Regions from separate parts of the Mus musculus genome. Here regions 1 and 2 are each linked to region 3. A link is a contact called in public HiChIP or PLAC-seq data. All regions are on one chromosome and are shown on one strand. The core of a region is the stretch at or near the end of the contact, and the rest is flanking DNA. Distances in the headings are between cores, read along the strand shown.

Evidence for each region. HiChIP or PLAC-seq counts read pairs in DNA pulled down with a chosen protein or histone mark.
Region 1: an H3K4me3 HiChIP or PLAC-seq map of forebrain shows a contact between it and region 3, with 4 times the contacts expected there. The contact joins the promoter of Stxbp4 here to the enhancer-like site in region 3. A contact is called at or near these places in 1 of 39 promoter capture datasets (neural stem cells), 3 of 484 Hi-C or Micro-C datasets (embryonic stem cells, frontal cortex and muscle stem cells), 6 of 115 datasets of contacts at active chromatin or transcription factors (bone marrow-derived macrophages, craniofacial prominence, embryonic stem cells and 3 more) and 3 of 9 other capture datasets (adipose tissue, liver and pancreatic islet).
Region 2: an H3K27ac HiChIP or PLAC-seq map of neural progenitor cells shows a contact between it and region 3, with 4 times the contacts expected there. The contact joins two enhancer-like sites. A contact is called at or near these places in 6 of 484 Hi-C or Micro-C datasets (brain, cerebral cortex, group 2 innate lymphoid cells and 3 more), 3 of 115 datasets of contacts at active chromatin or transcription factors (astrocytes and neural progenitor cells) and 1 of 9 other capture datasets (pancreatic islet).

Annotation. Positions count from the first base shown.
Region 1 is chr11:90,636,821-90,639,520 of GRCm38.p6, reverse strand. Stxbp4 (syntaxin binding protein 4) reads left to right here and starts at 1,413. Exons shown (of 18, transcript NM_011505.2): 1 at 1,413-1,488. Cox11 (cytochrome c oxidase assembly protein 11, copper chaperone) reads right to left here and starts at 1,337. Exons shown (of 4, transcript NM_199008.2): 1 at 969-1,337. The coding sequence starts at 1,331.
Region 2 is chr11:90,546,967-90,549,666 of GRCm38.p6, reverse strand. Stxbp4 (syntaxin binding protein 4) reads left to right here. Exons shown (of 18, transcript NM_011505.2): 13 at 680-856. Among named protein-coding and RNA genes, the nearest start is that of Gm34850, 75 kb to the right of the region's middle. Within about 2 kb of position 1,391, at least 56 of the 459 cell types and tissues checked have an H3K27ac peak or open chromatin away from gene starts, as enhancers often do. A contact at or near this core is called in astrocytes, cerebral cortex, group 2 innate lymphoid cells and 1 more, where this site is marked.
Region 3 is chr11:90,416,638-90,419,337 of GRCm38.p6, reverse strand. No RefSeq gene overlaps it. Among named protein-coding and RNA genes, the nearest start is that of Hlf, 27 kb to the right of the region's middle. Within about 2 kb of position 1,312, at least 213 of the 459 cell types and tissues checked have an H3K27ac peak or open chromatin away from gene starts, as enhancers often do. A contact at or near this core is called in astrocytes, cerebral cortex, craniofacial prominence and 7 more, where this site is marked.

The sequences.
Region 1 (2,700 bases), core at 164-2,663, 220 kb before region 3:
GCTTTTTCAATTTCTCTCAATATTGTCAAATTAAACTTTAATCCTAAAAGAGAAATCATAAATTTGACCTTAGTTAACAGGTAAGGATATGATTCTGTTTCAGAGACTCAGTTTTAAGATGAACTATTTTTTTTTTCATAAAGGATTTAAATCCGCTGAAGAAAAAGCAAGTTAAGTGTTCCGTCTTTCAATAACAAAACAATTCCTTATATATTCTAGGGACATGTTATTGAAGTTTCTCAAGTTTGGTGTTTAAACTAAAAGGTAGAAAACAGAAAAATAATGTCCTGGGCTCAAGCCTATATTACTGAGTCTGTCACAGTTTTCCTGGGTTACATTTTAATTTGCTCATGAAGAGGGACCATTCTATGGCTTCCCTTATTTATTTATTTCCTTCTCTAAAACTCGTTGATTCCACAAGTAACAGGGCATTCTTTTGGAAATATCGGTGCTTAACGTGGAACTTGATTTTAGGGTTTTTTTCCTTTTTTTTTTTTTTTAAACCTCAGGCTAACCCAGCCTAGCCTGATGATGCTAAACTAGCCTAGGCTGATGATGCTAACCTAGAATGAGGAAAGCTTGAACACAGGAGTGTCAATTCCATTTCTGTGGGTCTCGGCACCACTGTATACTATTAGCATTTTAGGTTGGACAACTATCTGGGGCAGGGGAGGTGTCCTGTGAACCTCCAGGTATGCGACAGCCGCTCTAACTCACCAAGTGTCAGCGGTACCTTCTCCCCGCGCTTCACAGAATGGCTGTGCTGATAGCCCTTTGAAGGGTGGCACCAGCTCCATCATTACCGGAACCGGCTTCCACTTGCAAGGTTTTTTAGTGACCTTGGGCACGTCCTTCCCGGTCTGGATCCGAGGCGACGCCCCCCTCCCCCCTCCGGCGGGTGACCTCGGCCTCCCCGGCAGGGGGATGGCTCAGGTGGGATCCGTGCCGCGCTTCGTCCCCTCCCTTACCTGGCAGTAGAGCCGATAGAGGGGCACCGCGGCGTAGGAGGCCCCCAGCATGCCCACGGCGGCCGCGGCCACGTAGGTGAGCACCGTCTTGTTCCGCCGCCGCCACTCGTCCTCCTGCGCGCGCTGGAAAGGGTTGCTGCTCCTCGGCCGCCGTGGCGGCTGCGTCGCGGGCCCCCGGACCCCGCACGGGCGCTTCCATGTCCCGAGGCGTCTCAGACCCCGCTCCGCGCCTCCGAGCCCATCCCACCCGGGCCTAAGCACCAGCTCTGCGTTCACCACAGTCCGCCCTGACCACCCGGGCTGCCTCCAGCCCCGGCCACACGAAGCCACCAACCTCCATCCCGGACACCAGAGCCCTCCCATAACCCCCCGGAAAGAATGCCCGCCTGGCGGGGCCGCTGGCGAGATCTCGCGAGACCTCGCGAGTCTCGCGGTACCCGGCTTGAGCCTCCGCTGCTGCCTTGACTACCAGATTCCACAGTTAGCAGTGGCGCTACGGAGGCCGGGTGGCCCGAAGAGGGTAAGTTCGCGTTTTCTTGCTAAGTGACTGTGCCTCGCACTTTTGTTTCCTTGGGATGCTTCTTTAGTTTACTTTGCAGAAAATGCATTTGGGCCTTCGGCGTGCAAGCTCCTCACTGGGGCTTGTATCCCCATCTCCCCAAACTTCGCCAGCCTTTGTCTCGACCTAGCGGCCCCCAGCGGCAGCTCTGCCGCGGGGCTCTCACTTGGGGTTCGCTCAGCCCCGTTGCTTTCCGCCGCTGACTGAGCGCAGGCAAACCAACGTCCCTCTTTCTGGAACACTTAGTATGAGAACCGCCTTTCTCTCCAACACCCCGACCTGTGCATCTTCTCAGCCCCATGGGCAGATGTCTCCCACTGCGCTCATCACCCCTCTGCTGTTTACCCAGCAAAACCATTAGGTCAGACAGCCGCCGAAAAAACCAAGTTTGTTCAGAATAGAGGGACCAGGACAGGAGGGCCTTTAAAGGAGGGACTGAAGGAATAAAGACGTGCATCTTGCAGGCACAGACCCCTGGGAAATACGCTAAAGCTTTCTTCAGTTCTCTAAATGTTCCACAAACAAGGACCAATAAATATTAAATAGCACTGAGAGCAGATTCGGAGGTTAAGCATCAATGAATTTACACAAGTCTTGTCCTTGCATAAGTTTAATTTTAATATGACTTCTCCGTAACCTGATGGCCCTATTTCGTGAATGGAAATCACAGTAATTCAAGGAGGGTAAGAATATAATATGATTTTTGCCATTGCTTGAAGCATAGTAAGAATTTTATAAAAGTTAGGTCATTTCTTTTTCAAAATAATGGTTTGGTTTTATTAATTCTTTGAGGGTATTTTACTCTGTATTTGGGTCATATTCATCCCCTACTCCAGGCTCCTCCCAAAACTACCCCCCCCCCCACATTATTATTATCCAGAGTCCAGGCTGAAGGCGAACTAACTCATTGATGTGTTAGTCTGTGAGTGTGATCGGTGTGATCAATTGCACCATTAAAGAAAACTGACTTTCCTTCTTCCAGAAGCTGTAAGAAGCCAATAGCTCTCTCGTGCCCACCTTTCCACCTCCATAAGCTAGAGCTTATTTCTGATGGCCTCTGTGGGTCTAACTATCCCCACATTGTGGATTGGAACCGAAAACTGGAAGAGCTATCAGTCAATCAGCACGTATTCCTTGACTCTCACTGAGCCATACACCTTTTTAGTTTGCTGG
Region 2 (2,700 bases), core at 142-2,641, 130 kb before region 3:
TACTCACTGGGTCTCTGATTGCTTATATAGAAATGTTTTTTTAATGTCTTTCTCTGGATGTCATTCCGAACCTTAAATGAGCAAAGACAGATGAAGCATATAGTGTGTATTTAGTAATTGTCTCTTGAACATTGTATTCAACAGACAAACAATTATATATGATGCTACTACCAAAGCAGGAAGCCACAGTCTGATATCTAGGAGGAAAGCTTTGCCTCTGGCCTTGGTCCACCAAGAAGCCCTGTAGCAGCTCTCTGCAGCATCTGATGGCGTTACTTGGCCTTCTGAGACCATCAACCCCGCTACCTATGAGTTTTTTCTGTAGCTCCTTTTTTCTTTAGAATCAGTTCCTATCTGTCTAGTTTTGATTGTCAGTTTTCTTTAAACTCTCTTCATTTTTACAGAAATGACGCTAGCTGTGTAGCACTAAACATTTATACAGAATCTCTATACAGAAAAAAAAATCTCTACGCAAAAAAAAAATTTTTTCAGGAAACAAACAAAAGGGTTCCCATAATGAAATAATATGCTCATTAGTTTTTAGGTGGTTGGTAGAGGACATAGACATGTTAAACATTGTAATCATAACTACCAAAATGAGAAAACTATTTCTGTCAACTGGAGAAGTCTGTTTTCATTTTTTTTTTTTTTCATTTTGCATTCACTTTCAACTCCTTAGGAAGCCAAAGCTGTAGCTGAGGAAACCCGAGCTCTGCGAAGCCGGATTCATCTCGCAGAAGCTGCACAGCGGCAGGCACACGGGATGGAAATGGATTATGAAGAGGTGATCCGTCTGCTAGAGGCTGAGGTCTCAGAACTAAAGGCTCAGCTCGCTGATTATTCTGACCAAAATAAAGTAAGCAAACAGCCCTCTCTGGTTACCATGGTTTCCTAGCCTCTGCCGTGTATCCTGTTTTCATTCTCTTTTCATCTGCACGTCCTAACTAGGTCAGTGTTTGTCTTCTATTATTCAACGATAGGATGTTGTGTTGTGAAGAGGGTGGCATGGAAGTCGTGAGCCTCCCTTTATCCAAAGAGCTCTGAGATGGAAAAGCACAGGCCCCGAATTAATTGGGTCGTTGGTCAACATTGTTCCATTCAGCCATTCAGGCCTGGAACTATTTAACGTTTAATTGATGGCACGGATTTTCTCTTTCTGGTTTTGAGCTTGCTAATTTGTTTTGTGGCGATGGAAGGAGGAGATTCAAGGGATGAGTTTTGCTCTTCGATTAGAGAACTTGAGGCATTATACAAGCTAATGAATTTTTGCACAAGACCTATGATGACTAATGAGAAATCCAAGTTTGAATTTGTCATGTTTTATCTCTTTCAATGTCAGGAATACTAAACCAGGCTCCTCTAGAAGGCCTCTCAGTTGCAATACAGGATACTGAGAACCTTATGGAAGCAAGCTGAGCATCTCTATGTGTCTATTGCCCACAGTGTACCTACCATCTTTAATCATGACTAGCCTTCAAAAACCATAGCGGGCGTGTGTGTGTGTGTGTGTGTGTGTGTGTGTGTGTGTATTGTGTATTATATCACTGAGAGTATAAACTAGAATAAATTGATAATTTATAGCTTTATAGAAATTCCTCAATTATAAATAATTGAGTTGGGGAGGAACTGAAGGAGCTGAAGGGGTTTTATCTGGCATCAGTTGAAGGGGAGACCCTTGGTCCTATGAAGGCTTGAAGCCCCAGTGTAGAGGAATGCTAGCTCGGTAAGGCAGGAGTAGGTAGGTGGGAACACCCTCACAGAAGCAAGGTAAAGGGGGATAGGATAGGGGGTTTGCAGAGGGGAAACTGGGAAAGGGGATAACATTTGGAATGTAAATAAATAAAATATCCAATTAAAAAAAATAAGTCATGGGTATTTATGTCTTTAATCCCAGCACTTGGGAGGCAGAGGCAGGAAGGATTTCTGAGTTCGAGGCCAGCCTGGTCTACAAAGTGAGTTCCAGGACAGCCAGGGCTATACAGAGAAACCCTGTCTTGAAAAAACCAAAAAAAAAAAAAAAAAAAAAAAAAAAAAAAAGAGAGAGAGAGAGAGAGAGAGAGAGAGAGAGAACACAAAACAAATTTGAGCTATGAATATTTCAGCATAGAAGGCTTATGCACTTTAACATACCAAATGAAAATGGAGCTAGTCTTAAAACAGCACAGCAGAAAATATGAAAAAAAAATTTTTCCGCTTAGCTTTGAAGAGTCCCCACCATTCCCTACATAATCTGCTCATTTAAACCAGCTCTGCAGAAGGCCAGCACCTTACCCACCACTGATAAGAGCGTGCCTGCCGGGAGCACATAGCACTTGCGAAAGCAGCAGCGCTTGGTTGGGAATGCTAGTTACAAATGCCTGTTGAGCTGTACATATTGTAAAACAGGCGTGGTTATGCCATGTAACATTAACCTCATTATGAAAATGTTTCAGAAATTACCAAAATATTAAAAACATTTTTAATACAATAATTAGTTACTTTTGGAGGAAAAGTTGCTAGTGTTTAATAGTCTAATTTTTTGGTTTTTTTTTTATGGTATTAGGTGTTAAAGAAGGACCTTATTCATATTAGGCTAGTACTGTTAGGCTGGCCCTACTGTTGAACTACTCCCTAATCCTGTGCTTTTAAGTAATATACTTTTAAGAGATTTGCACAGGATTATCAAGTGGTTGGTTTTTTTAGTTTTTAAATATTTTAAAA
Region 3 (2,700 bases), core at 63-2,562:
CTCTTTACTAACGACTCAGCAGAGTCATTGGGAGAGTGAATGCTAATAGCAGGTGGGAAACAGCTTTATTATGCAAATATATATCTCTGGGAATCCCTGGGTAATGCCCCTCCCCACAACCCCACCCCATAGGCCCAACTTGGGAGGCTCTCAAAGGTGTTGAGACACTCAGGTAGTTTAACTCAGGAGCTCAAAACTTCGCGTGCAGATTATCAGAATGCTTTATAGCCATTCAGACCCGAGCTGAGAGGAGCTGGCAATGAAGCAGATATTGTTAAGGAGATGAAAATGGTTCACATAAAACCCCAAAACTGCGCACCCAATACAGTTAAACTGTTCAGGTTCTTTAAATGCTAAAAGCAAGCTAGTCCTATAAGGTACAAAATTTAAGTTACTCCAGCACTGGTAGTCACTAAACCTCTGTTCTCAGCCTCCCAAATCTTTTCTCTACCTTTCTAGAGTTAGTGGGTTCTGGGAGGGGTGTTGAGGAGTTCATGTGGGTGTAATCTTTCATACAAGTGCTAACATTTTATACACTGTTTATAGTTGTTGGGTTTTTTTTTTTTAGTCGCATAATGAAAAAACAACGGTCGCTTAATGGAGCCAGGAGTGGTGGTCTATAATCTGAGCACTCAGGAGGTTGAGGCAGAATTGCCACTAATTTGAGGCCATGTGTTGTGCTACAGTGTCAAACTGCTGCCCGCCTACTCCCTAAAAAGGATTAAAAGCACATAAATATATCTTGAGGATTTTCCTGCCTGGATGTCTACAGAGCTATTTCCCAGTTATTGCTCTTTCCAAGTGTGGTCCAACCATCTTCCTCGTTTCCATGAACTGAGCTCGTTGATGTGACGCTGTCTCAGGCATTTAGGTTATTTTACCCCCTTGCCTTGGCTGCGGCGTTATGATGCTTCTAGGGGGGCCTCAATTCCCAGGATAAATTCCGAGTTACAGATTTCCAAGGGCTGTTGAAACTCCTAAAAGTCCTTGAAGTCTGAAGAGCTGAATCTGACGCTGCAAACTTCAGATCCACGTTGACCAAAGCAGCACCCGCGCACCCCGCGATCTGCACCCGCTCCTCCTGCAGTGCAGCCCCTGGGCTGTGCAGCCCTGTCCCGGACGCCCGGGCACGTGCGATTCCACGTGAGCCTCCCGCCCGGAGCGCAGGAGCCCAGTACGCATGCGCCTCCCGCCACTGAAAGTAGGTCAGGCTCCTCCTCTCACGTGACCCGCTCCCCTTAGCTACCCTCGGCGCCTCCCCGCCTGGGCGCAGCCGAGATGCGCTCGGCAGTCAACGTGATGGGGCCGGGAGCGGGCGGGCGCGGGCAGGGGCGGGCCAGCCGCGGGAGGATTTGTAGGTTATCCTCCCTTCAGAGCTCTTGATCGGGAGTCGGGCGGGCAGAAGCGAACGCCGGGCGATGTGACTAGGAGCAGAGCTTGAAATTGGAGTGGGGAGGAAAGTGGCCTGGGAACGCATGTCACAGGCAGGCTGACTCCACTGGTCTCCATCTACAACACCGTTTGCAAGGAAAGAGCAAACCTGGGTCACCCTGAAGTGAAAACAGTTTCAAGGACCCTTTTGCAATCCTTTGCCCCAGTACCTGAGGGCAACTCCTATGTTCGGGTAAACAAAGTTTGAAAGAAAATACAAAGGAGGTTAATGGAATTTTGCAGGAATGTCTCACAGTCCCCCTTTCTAATCTTCCACCCACTAACCTCAGAAAACTCCCATTCCAAAGCACACTTTCCCCTTTCTATAGGAGGTTGTGGAAGAAGTGGGGTGATGGGCAGAAAGGGTTGTGACAGGGGTGGATATGGGCTGTGAACCCAGTTCTTAGACAGCTGAAGCCAAATGGTACGCATTCGAAGTAATTGCTTCCTGTGCCCCCTCTCTGATTTATTATTATTATTTTATGTTTTACGTATTCACTTTGCATCCTGCTCACTGCTCTCCTCCCAGTCAACCCCCTCCTCCCTCGCCTTCTCCCTCTGACTTTGAACTTGTTGCATGCTACCTCTGTCTCAATGAGTGCGATCCAGAAGAGAGACTGACAGGCCAAATCAATGGGTTACCATGCAGCAGGCTATATAAATCTCTTGACTGAGGTGTGCCCAGGAGTTATGTAAGTAGGGGAAGAGGGGCGTCCAAGTGCAGGGGTGGGTACCCTGAGTTCTGAAGGCTTAAGTGGGAGTGAGCTGGCAGAGACGCTAGGCAGAGGGGGTGGGAAAGTGTTCCAAACAAAGAGAACTACTAATGGTTGCATAATATTTCCCTGGGGAGTTTTTACTAGAATTGTCTTAGCCATGCGCATGGCTGAAATGTATATTCTTTTTGTGATTGTGATTCTAAGCTGGCTATAAAAGAATGTCCGTGGCCATGGTGTTTCTCTCCTTGGTCTTAGGAAACTCCTGTGAGTCAGATTGCCATGAAAAATACATGCAACTTTCTTGTGACCTTTTCAGAACTGAGGATGGAACCTGGTACTTATACTAAGTAAACAAGGAGTAGACCATTAAGCTACCTCCTCGGCCCTATGTATAGCCCTGGCTGTCCTGGAACTCACTTTGTAGACCAGGCTGGCCTTGAATTCAGAAATCTGCCTGCCTCTGCCTCCCAAGTGCTGGGACTAAAGGCGTGCGCCACCACCGCCCGGCTATTTTTTTTTTTTGATAGATACTATCAAATATTTTCTTAAGTAG